Regions from separate parts of the Sus scrofa genome. Here region 2 is linked to region 1. A link is a contact called in public HiChIP or PLAC-seq data. All regions are on one chromosome and are shown on one strand. Each heading gives the region's core, a stretch centred on a gene start, on an enhancer-like site or on the middle of the called end of the contact. The rest is flanking DNA. Distances are from core to core; before and after follow the strand shown. Region 1 overlaps UBP1 (upstream-binding protein 1). Region 2 holds the start of CCR4 (C-C chemokine receptor type 4).

The links. HiChIP or PLAC-seq counts read pairs in DNA pulled down with a chosen protein or histone mark.
Region 2: an H3K27ac HiChIP or PLAC-seq map of alveolar macrophages shows a contact between it and region 1, with 5 times the contacts expected there. The contact joins the promoter of CCR4 here to the enhancer-like site in region 1. A contact is called at or near these places in 2 of 5 promoter capture datasets (fetal liver and fetal skeletal muscle), 4 of 47 Hi-C or Micro-C datasets (alveolar macrophages, fetal heart ventricle, mesenteric adipose tissue and 1 more) and 1 of 2 datasets of contacts at active chromatin or transcription factors (alveolar macrophages).

What each region holds. Positions count from the first base shown.
Region 1 is chr13:19,204,784-19,209,392 of Sscrofa11.1, forward strand. UBP1 (upstream-binding protein 1) reads right to left here. Exons shown (of 15, transcript XM_021071558.1): 15 at 1-2,092. The coding sequence ends at 2,055. It overlaps FBXL2 (F-box/LRR-repeat protein 2), which reads left to right. Exons shown (of 15, transcript XM_021071559.1): 15 at 1-149. Among named protein-coding and RNA genes, the nearest start is that of UBP1, 69 kb to the right of the region's middle. Within about 2 kb of position 2,793, at least 16 of the 83 cell types and tissues checked have an H3K27ac peak or open chromatin away from gene starts, as enhancers often do. A contact at or near this core is called in alveolar macrophages, where this site is marked.
Region 2 is chr13:18,858,578-18,863,186 of Sscrofa11.1, forward strand. It overlaps CCR4 (C-C chemokine receptor type 4), which reads left to right and starts at 2,019. Exons shown (of 2, transcript XM_005658814.3): 1 at 2,019-2,344.

The DNA.
Region 1 (4,609 bases), core at 1,543-4,042:
GTCCTCAGTTGCATCAGCTTTGAGAAGACAACAAACTGAAAACACACAACACACCTCTTCAAACATTTGGACTGGTGTGTATTCAGAACATACACAGTGAACCCCTTGAGTCTTATGCCGTGAGTGACACTGGCAGGAACCTGGATTTTAAATGAGACACACATTTGCAAAACAATCGGAAAACATTTATTATACTGAAATGTGTACATCCTACTATTAAAAAAACAAAGTAGCAAATTTGCTGGTGCCATAATTTAACCTTTTTCACTGGGACAAACTAATGTTCAATGCCGCTTGGTGTAATTTCAAGTTTGATGAGCTTTTAATTATTCTTACCCCACTTCTAAAACCTGATGAGGAATTCAAAATAGCACACAGCATTAAATGACATTTATTGTTCCATAAATCTTGAGACTCAAAAAGGAATGCTAAATAGACAAGCAAAACTCTAAAACAATTGAGAGATAAGCTCACTTCTTTCCCAAGTGACTGGTACAGAAAACATGTGGTCATACAAAAGCAAAGGGAAAATGACAGAAAGGAAAGCTCTCCTGCTTTAGGGTCTATACAAGTTACAGATTTCAAACTGAAGATGGAAACATTTAGAGACAGTACTTTCTCAGCTCAAATAACCCCCTTTATGAATAAAACAATGCCAAAGCCTTTACTCACTTAAGTAGTTTGTCTTCTGGGAGAGATTTTCAACTCAATATTATTCCTATTTCTGCCTGAACAAAGGTAAGAATCAAATAATACATTCAAATCCAAGACACAGGGTAAATGGACAGAGGTGTATAATTAAAATGGAATCAAAGTTTGAGAAGAAAACTGTCTAGTACACCACAGGCCTCAAATGCTTGCTTGATGATTTTTGGGAAGGCTTTGGGTGAAGGGAAGAGAAGTAGTAGAAAAAATTGCAAAAACAGTGGATTCCCTTTGAAAAGTGTACTGGCCGACAAGCATTTGGTTTTGTGAAAGAGGCACTCTTTATAGAAAAAAGCTATTGTGTGGTGTATAAAAAAGTCCCTAAATAATCACTAGAATGTTACCCATGATTGTACTAAAGCTCAATATTTGAGAAGAAGTGAGAGGAATTTTGATGGTACAATATAGTGTTTGATTTGTGATGTCTAGTGTTCCATGAATAATTTCAATTCTTCATAATGAAACCCGTTAACACCAAGTCAGAAACTGCTTCCCCTGCCTAAATGTATTTCCAATGTCAGGAACAGGGCTTTAAAAATGTTTTAGGACTGGATAGTGCAGAGTGGGGTGGGCAATTGGAGACCGAGAGGGAGAGAGGAAAAAAAACCACGAGTTTAAAAGGCATTGGGGCTTCAAAAATGAAAACCAGAAACAAAATGCTAAGAACAGAAGCAGAAGCAAAAAGTTTCTCGATAAATCTGTGACAAAGCAAAAACACAAAGTCTTTGTACCTATTAGGATTTACGCTGATCCTCTCACCAAGGTACTCTTGATAATGCAGTTTGCGTCAAGCCCATCTTCCCGGCTTGGATCTTCCCCGCTCTGGCGTGATCACGTCACACATTCACCCTCAGACATGATTTCTTCTGAGAAGGCGCCAAGCCTCTCCCATGACCACCCATCACCCGTGTCAGTGGTGGCCTCGTGTCTCTCCGCACACAGATTCCGTCCCCACCCTGCCCCAGGTCAGCATGAGGTCCAGGCGACAGAAGCCAAGCTGGCACAGAGAGGTAAATGCCCACAGTATGTCTTTACATTCACTTCCAAACCGCATACAGTGTAAAAAGACAGCAATGGCTGCTTCTAGGAACTGTGTCGACTGGCCTCTCCGCCAGAGAAGCAGGTGGTCCTGCCTGTCCCTCGGCCCCAGGCACTCGCTCTCCTGAGGGGCCGTGATGGTGACGGTGAGATGCGCCTCTCACAGCTCATTAGAAAGGTCATCCTGTGTTTTCAATATGAAACATCTCATATGGTAAAATCCAATCCCAAGGCTTCTTGGATTCAGTCTTCACACACTTTTAAGCGTGGCTTTATTTGGTGCTGAATGAAGTTCAGACTACGTTAAGACGTCACTTCAAAATTATGTGGACACCACCCCCGTTTTCAGCTGCAGAAAAAGGAGAAGTTACAGGCTTTTTTGTTTTTAACCAGGCTGGAGACTCAAAACTGAACTCCTACAACTCTACAACCTCCCATCCCAGTTCAGAGGGTACCTTGAATATGCTCGAGTGAAAAAGCTGGTAACTTGCTCCAGCTCCTCTTCCCCAAGGTAACTTCATATACACTCTCCCTCCCCTTTTCAGACATGGTGCTTTTCAACGTCTGGCCCTCACTCCCATAGGTGCCCTGCCTGCCTGCTGTTCTAGGAGGCAGAGGACCCGCAAATAGTGCTTATACCCACCTTTTCGGGAAATAATTTTTAAACTCCTAAAAATTAGATCTACAACATTTAAAAAATATATTTTGTCTGATGGCCTAGTGTTTCTACAGAGATGGTGAAAAGCAATACAGGCATTCGACAAGGAACAAGTGAGTTTTTTCATAAGACAAGGTATTCGAAGCCCAGTACACTGAGATGGGAGGGGTCACCCTTTGATGACTGACAGCAGAAATAAATGCCTGCTGACTTCACAGGACACAGCTGCACACAGTATGAATTTTCTTTTTTACAGGCAGTTTTGAGTTTTGCAGAGTAAAAACTATTGCTTCGTGAACAGGAAGTTGAGCAGAACGGTACTAAGCCAGATATGTTTGTGCAAGTAAAAGATCACATGAACCAGGCCACAGTTAAAAACTCAGCCCTGCAGCTGACACGATGGCTGACATGACGTGTCAGCACAGAGTGAAATCCTTCCTGATTTCAGCACTTCCCTTCTAGGTGGGCTCCCAGCTTCAAGAGTGACTTCTCAGGAAAGGGGTGACACAGCACTTTTTTCTTTGAGGTGCAGCTTTCGTGCTCAGAATGGACTTTGGTTAGCTCATCAGACCTTTAAAGGTCTCCTCTTGTATTAACTTTACATTTAAAAACTCCTCCTTTTCCACCTCCAGGAATTCTCTCAAGCCCTGTCTGGGCCCACTCTCCACACCCTCTCCCTCCATAACTGTTTTGAGTCACTGTGGATACGCTAAAGGCTTCCAAATTTACGGCTCAAGACCAGACCTGTCTTGCCAGCCCCAGAGGTTATAATTAACTTGACATTTTCACATCCTAAAATGAAACTCTGGACTGCTTCCCTCAATGGCACCTACCACTCTATTGGGACCACTACCTGCTCAGTTGTTCATAAGAGTCACAACCACTCCTCTCTCAAAGGTAGAGCCCAGTAGGGCCCTGTCTATAAGTGTATGAGACACCATAACCTCTCATCTGGATTCTCCTGCCTCCAGTTTGCCCACCTTCTCATCTGTCTCCAAAGAGTTGAGAGAGAAAAGAAAAACCTATTTACATTACTTATTTGTTTAAAAAACCTCACTGACTTTCCAATGCATTTCAAATAAAACCTAAACTTGGAGTTCCCGTCGTGGCGCAGTGGTTAACGAATCCGACTAGGAACCATGAGGTTGCGGGTTCGGTCCCTGCCCTTGCTCAGTGGGTTAACGATCCGGCGTTGCCGTGAGCTGTGGTGTAGATTGCAGACGCGGCTCGGATCCCGCGTTGCTGTGGCTCTGGCGTAGGCCGGTGGCTACAGCTCCGATTCGACCCCTAGCCTGGGAACCTCCATATGCCGCGGGAGCGGCCCAAGAAATAGCAACAACAACAACAACCAAAAAAAAAAAAGACAAAAAAAAAAAAAAAAAAAAAAAAAAACCCTAAACTTGCATCAGTACCAGACCTGCCTCCTGCTCTGCTCACCTTCGCGCTGCACGGCAACCACAAGGCCCTCCCAGCCTCCACACAGCCCCATTCTTCCAGGGTGCAGCTCCTCAAGGGCATGGTCGGCTCCCCACCACACTCCAGATCTCAGCTTTCATGGCCTCAGAGAAGCCCTAACAGTTTCATGTAACCCTCCCTGAACCCTGCATCCATGAGTACCCACACTTTCCCACTCCTTCATGGGCATCTAAGTTATATACTGGTAATTGGGTGCATCTACTGAGCAGTTCTGGCTTGCTTTCTCCGCTAGAGTAGTGGAACACCTTTCTAGAACTAACAGCATGGGTCTGACACAAGGCGTTCAAAATGCTGGCTGAATGAACTGGGGTTTTTCTCCAGGCATCTAGAAGGACAGACTCCTCTTCCTTATTTGCTAATTTTCATTTCAATCAGAAATATTCTCTTGGAAGTTCTAGCTGTAGCTCAATGGTAGTAAACTTGACTAGTACCCATGAGGAGGTGGGTTCGATCGCTGGCATTGCTGTGAGCTTTGGTGTAGGCTGAAGACACAGCTTGGATCCTGCATTGCTGTGGCTGTGGTGTAGGGCAGCAGCTGAAGCTGATTTGACCCCTAGCCTTGGAGCTTCCTTATGGTGCAGGTTTGACCCTAAAAAGCAAAGCTGTCTTCATTTTTCAAATTTTCTTCTTAAAATTACTAAAGCCAGCATTTTCAAAAATAACCACACAAGGAGTTCCTGTTGTGGCACAATGGAAACAAATCGTACTAGTATCCATGAGGATGCAGGTTCG
Region 2 (4,609 bases), core at 769-3,268, 350 kb before region 1:
GAGCTCAGGCTTACCCCCGTTGGTGGGGCTGGGTGTCTGTCATGTGGCCAGTGAGTCAAGGGAGTGCCCGCTGGCTTTAAGGGACCATCTGCAGACGCACAATGACCAGTGATCACTGATGATGATTTGGACCTCTAGATATCATCCATTCATACTGCTCCTCTCCCTCCATGGAGGTGTCCATGGTGACTTAGGCGACACGCTCAGATGAACTCGCCCAGGGCAACTTGTCCCTAGATGCCTCTAATTCCATGGTGAAACCTTCCTCTGGCTTTATGTTTCCAAAAAACATGTTCATTTTATAAGTTACTCTGTATAATGGACATAGATTCACTGGTCAGATTCTTACCAGATTAGGTCATATGCACCCCTGCTTGGGCCCTAGCCTGGCCAAGGCCCCCTGCCTGGGTGGGGAAGTTTTTCCGGTTTGCACATCCAAAAACAAAACAGAAGCTGAGATGGGTGCAGCACAAGCTTTATTCAATGGCCAGGGAATGGGGAAATGGGAACTTAGTTCACAGGTCAGCGTCAGCCCATATGGCACAGCTTCAGGTCCTGGCTGCTTGGTAGGTGTGTCATTTAGTAGATGATGTGGTAAAATCAGTATAGAATGAGGCTCAGAGGCTGCTGGAGGGCAGATTCATCTTGGTTCCAGCTGGGTCCATCTGGGCTTTTTTTTTCTCTTCCTATAGCTTCCTTTCTTTGTCTCTTGACCCTGTTACTTAAAAGATATATGCTAGTTCCTATCTAAGGGAGGGATTGCCAGAATTTGAGCAAGGATCTGGTGTCAGCTCTGGAAACAAAACATATTGTGGACATTTTTACTCTATGTCTCCTTCCAGAGTTCATGATAATATTAGCACTGGAAAGCACTACAGTAAGGAACTGTGTTTAACCCGCACCCAAGGCCAGCATTCCTCAAGCTTACTTGGCCACAGATCTCCATTTCTTTTTCACAAAATTTCTGTGAATCTGGCTCCACATTTCACACAGGGAAGCACTGTTCTAGCTCAAGATTCTTGACCTCCAAAACAAATCTTACTCTTTTATATATAAAGCATATATGTATGCATAAAAAGCAGATTTACAATTTATCTATGGTATTAAAATTTCATGGGAAAGTGATTAGGAAAAACTAATCTGAAGAGACCCCTTAGGAGGAGTGATAATGAAAAAAGCATTGATAAACACTACTCTACTCAGTTTTTCAGTTTTTATTCATGCAAATTCCTCAGGAAAATTGAAATTTGTGGCTCTTTTAAGCTGAACCAAAGAGCCAAGCAATTGTAGACACACAGAAGGAAATGCTGGGAGCTCACAGAAGCCAAGGATACTAGGTAGAAAAGACTTGGGACTGGTGTCAGCCCCTTTGCTACGATTGGTACACAAACCCAAAGAATCTTTCAGCCAGGATCATTGTCAGGGGAAGCTCCACTGAGTAGAAAGGGCCTGAGGCAGAAAGGGCATTGAGCCCCTGTTGTGAAGGAGGCTCAGAGCTCAGTCCTCATGGCACTTTACACCAGACTGAGGACTTGTCATTTATTGAATGTGGTTGAGTAGACCCTCCGCATCACTGTCAGATGCACACATTTGAATACATTTTTCTCTTCTCTACTCCTGACTGTCCTTATTTGGAGTAAATCTGGCCTCTCACTCTGACCTCTTCAGATCCCACTGTTTAGAGTATCTTGATTGCTGGCTACTGTACATCCATGATGGGAAAATAAATAAATAGCCCACTGATCCAGAATATAAAGATCATTTCTGCTGTACATACCCAGCTGAGATGAAAAAAATTAAGTTAAAAATCCAACAAATTTTAAAACTTTAAAAACTTTTTAGAGTTTTTTTTTAATTTGTAAATTTTTTTAATTTTAAAAAAGTTTCTCTTTTTAAAAACTTACTTCAGGGGTGTTCCCTGGTAGTCTGGTGGTTAGGACTTGGCGCTTTTGCTGCTGCAGCCCCAAGTTCAGTCCCTGGTCTAGGAACTGAGATTCCACATCAAGCCATTGGATGCTGTGGCCAAAAACAAAAAACGAATAAGAAACCTCCCCTCATTTTCCTCCCTCATCTAACAGAGGGCAAAGCTTCCTAGCTTTCTGTTTTGGGAAATGAGTGACTAAGAGTTTAACCTGAACCCAAGCTAAGAGTCACTCTTTTTCTGCTTCTTACTTCTATCAAAAAACCCCACTTGCACTCATCGTAGATGAGTGAGGGATAGAGCTGGTGCTCACAGGAAGCCACGCGCCCTTCAAAGGCACCTGTCTTTCTTAGCATCACGCTTCTTGAGCAAGCCGGGCACTGCCTCGCAGACCTTCCTTGGAGCCACTTTAAGACAAGCAAGGTAAGTGGGGGTGGGACCATTCTCAAGGTCTCAGGCCAAGTGCTGCTTGGTCCACAGGTGTCTGGACCCTGGAAGCACTGAAAGCTGCCCAGCCACGCAGCCAGCCCATCACTCGGGCAACCTGGTCATTCTGCCTGTCATTCTAGTTGGCCTCTCTCCCGCAGCTTGCTTATAACCTACCTGTGCCCACACACTCAGAGCCCTCATCTGACCGGCTCTTACACATACACAGGGCTCTCTTCTGCACACATCTGGCCTAAGCCACATGCTCGGAACACGGATAATTTTCACTCAACATAAACACTTCTCTGCTTCTTGCTTCTATCAAGACACCCCTGGTCAAGAAAGACCAGGCCACAGAATGATTTCAGACATTTAACAGCCGTGTTGACTTTTGTTTCTTTTCCTGATAATTTCCTAACTCATCAACTTCTTCTATCCCTTTCATTTGCACTAGTAAAATGGTAGAGAAAGATTAGAATTATTGTTTAACTAGAGTCCATAACATTTAACAGTTTGTTTGTTTGTTTGTTTTGGCTTTTTTCTTTTCTTTTCTCTCTCTTTTTTTTTTTTTTTTTTTTTTGGAGACCCTGTGATGCCCCAGATGTTCAGCATCCATTGCAGGAAGAAATCAAAACCTCTCCCTTGAGAAACACATAGTTTTGGTGTTTGGGTGTGTGGTGTTCAGGGTGGGACGTAGGGAGTGGAATAGATGTGAATTATCGAACAATTTGTAAAAATGATTTTAATGAGTATCAGGGAGCCATTAAGAAGAATACAAGAGGAGGTGGTCTTGAGTCAGAAAGCCTCCTCCCTGGATTGCTCTGATTCACACGTGAACATGTGAAGGTTTTAACCTCCTCATCTGCTGATTTAGATAGGAAATGAGGGTGGTGTGAGCGTGCGTGTGTGTAAGGTTAAGAAAGTTTTAACCTCAGCTGCCAGTTTGATAGGAAATGAGCATGGTTGGGGAGGTAGAGATTTTATTTCTGTCTGTGATGTGCCTTTTCTAGATTTTTGTCCCACTAATTCCCACTCTGATAAAATTCAGTGCGTAAGATGCATTTTTATATGCGATTTTGATGAAAGACCAAAATTTCCCCTCATTTTACCTAACTGAATACTGCATCCTTCCGTGGGGCCTTGAAAATACATTTGCTGTGTTAGTGTCAAGTTGGCCCACATGTGTCCCGGCTAAGACAGGACTCTGTAGTGAACATGGGGCTGGGTGTGGCGAGCTGGGGCTACCTGTGCCAGCTCTCAGGAGCTGATGGTTGAATCTTCAAGAATTCTGTGGGGTAGTTGGTGGCTTGACCTCAGCCATTGTGGGAGAATTTGCACCATGGAAACCAGCAAAAGCCATAAATCAAAGCATCCCTAGACCTGGTTTTCCAGTACATCACTGGGACTTGGGGCCTGAGGAACAAGTTCTCTCCATAGCTGTGTGGTCTCCGGAAGGCATTTAACCTCTCTGAATCTTTCATGAGTTATCTACACCATAGCTCAGTATGCTTATTTGGCTTAGATAGCAGATTTTTGTTGGAGGGGGCATGGGAACAGGGGCATAAGACTAGTGAATATGCTTTGAAATCTAAAGTGCAAAGCAGGCAGGAGGAATTAGAATTTTGTTTTGTTTTGCTTTTTTGCTTTTTAGGGCTGAACCCATGGCACATGGAGGTTCCCAGGCTAGGGGTCAAATCAGAGTTGTAGCTGCTGGCCTACACTACAGCCACAGCAACTCTGATCCGAGCCGTGTCTGCGACCTACACCACAGCTCACGACAACACTAGATCTTTAACCTACTGAGCGAGGCCAGGGATGGAACCCTCAATGTTGTGGTTCCTAGTCGGATTGGTTTCTGCTGAGCCATGACAGGAACTCCTAGAATTTTTATATAAAGGCAAAAGGCCAATCTGGTTCCCTTCTAGCCTGATGATTTAACTAAGTATCACTGAATTTTTGTCATTACAACCTGAAGGGGAAACATACATAGATTTTTTTTATCTTTTATTTTTTTATTTTTTGCTTTCATGTCAGAAGGGCCCTGGGAGCAGTACTCTTGGGGATGTCAGCTTGTCTTGTCATCCCTGCAAGTGATTTCAGTAATGCCAGACTATCTCTCAGAAATACATCCTTGAAAAATTCCTCCTTGAAAAGGAGGTTTTTCTACCCCTACTTGCCCATGAGAGAACTGGAGCTCCTGGAGAGGGGTAGGAAAATTGGTAGAGCTGGAATTTGGAATCTGTCTGACTCCAAAGGGCAGAA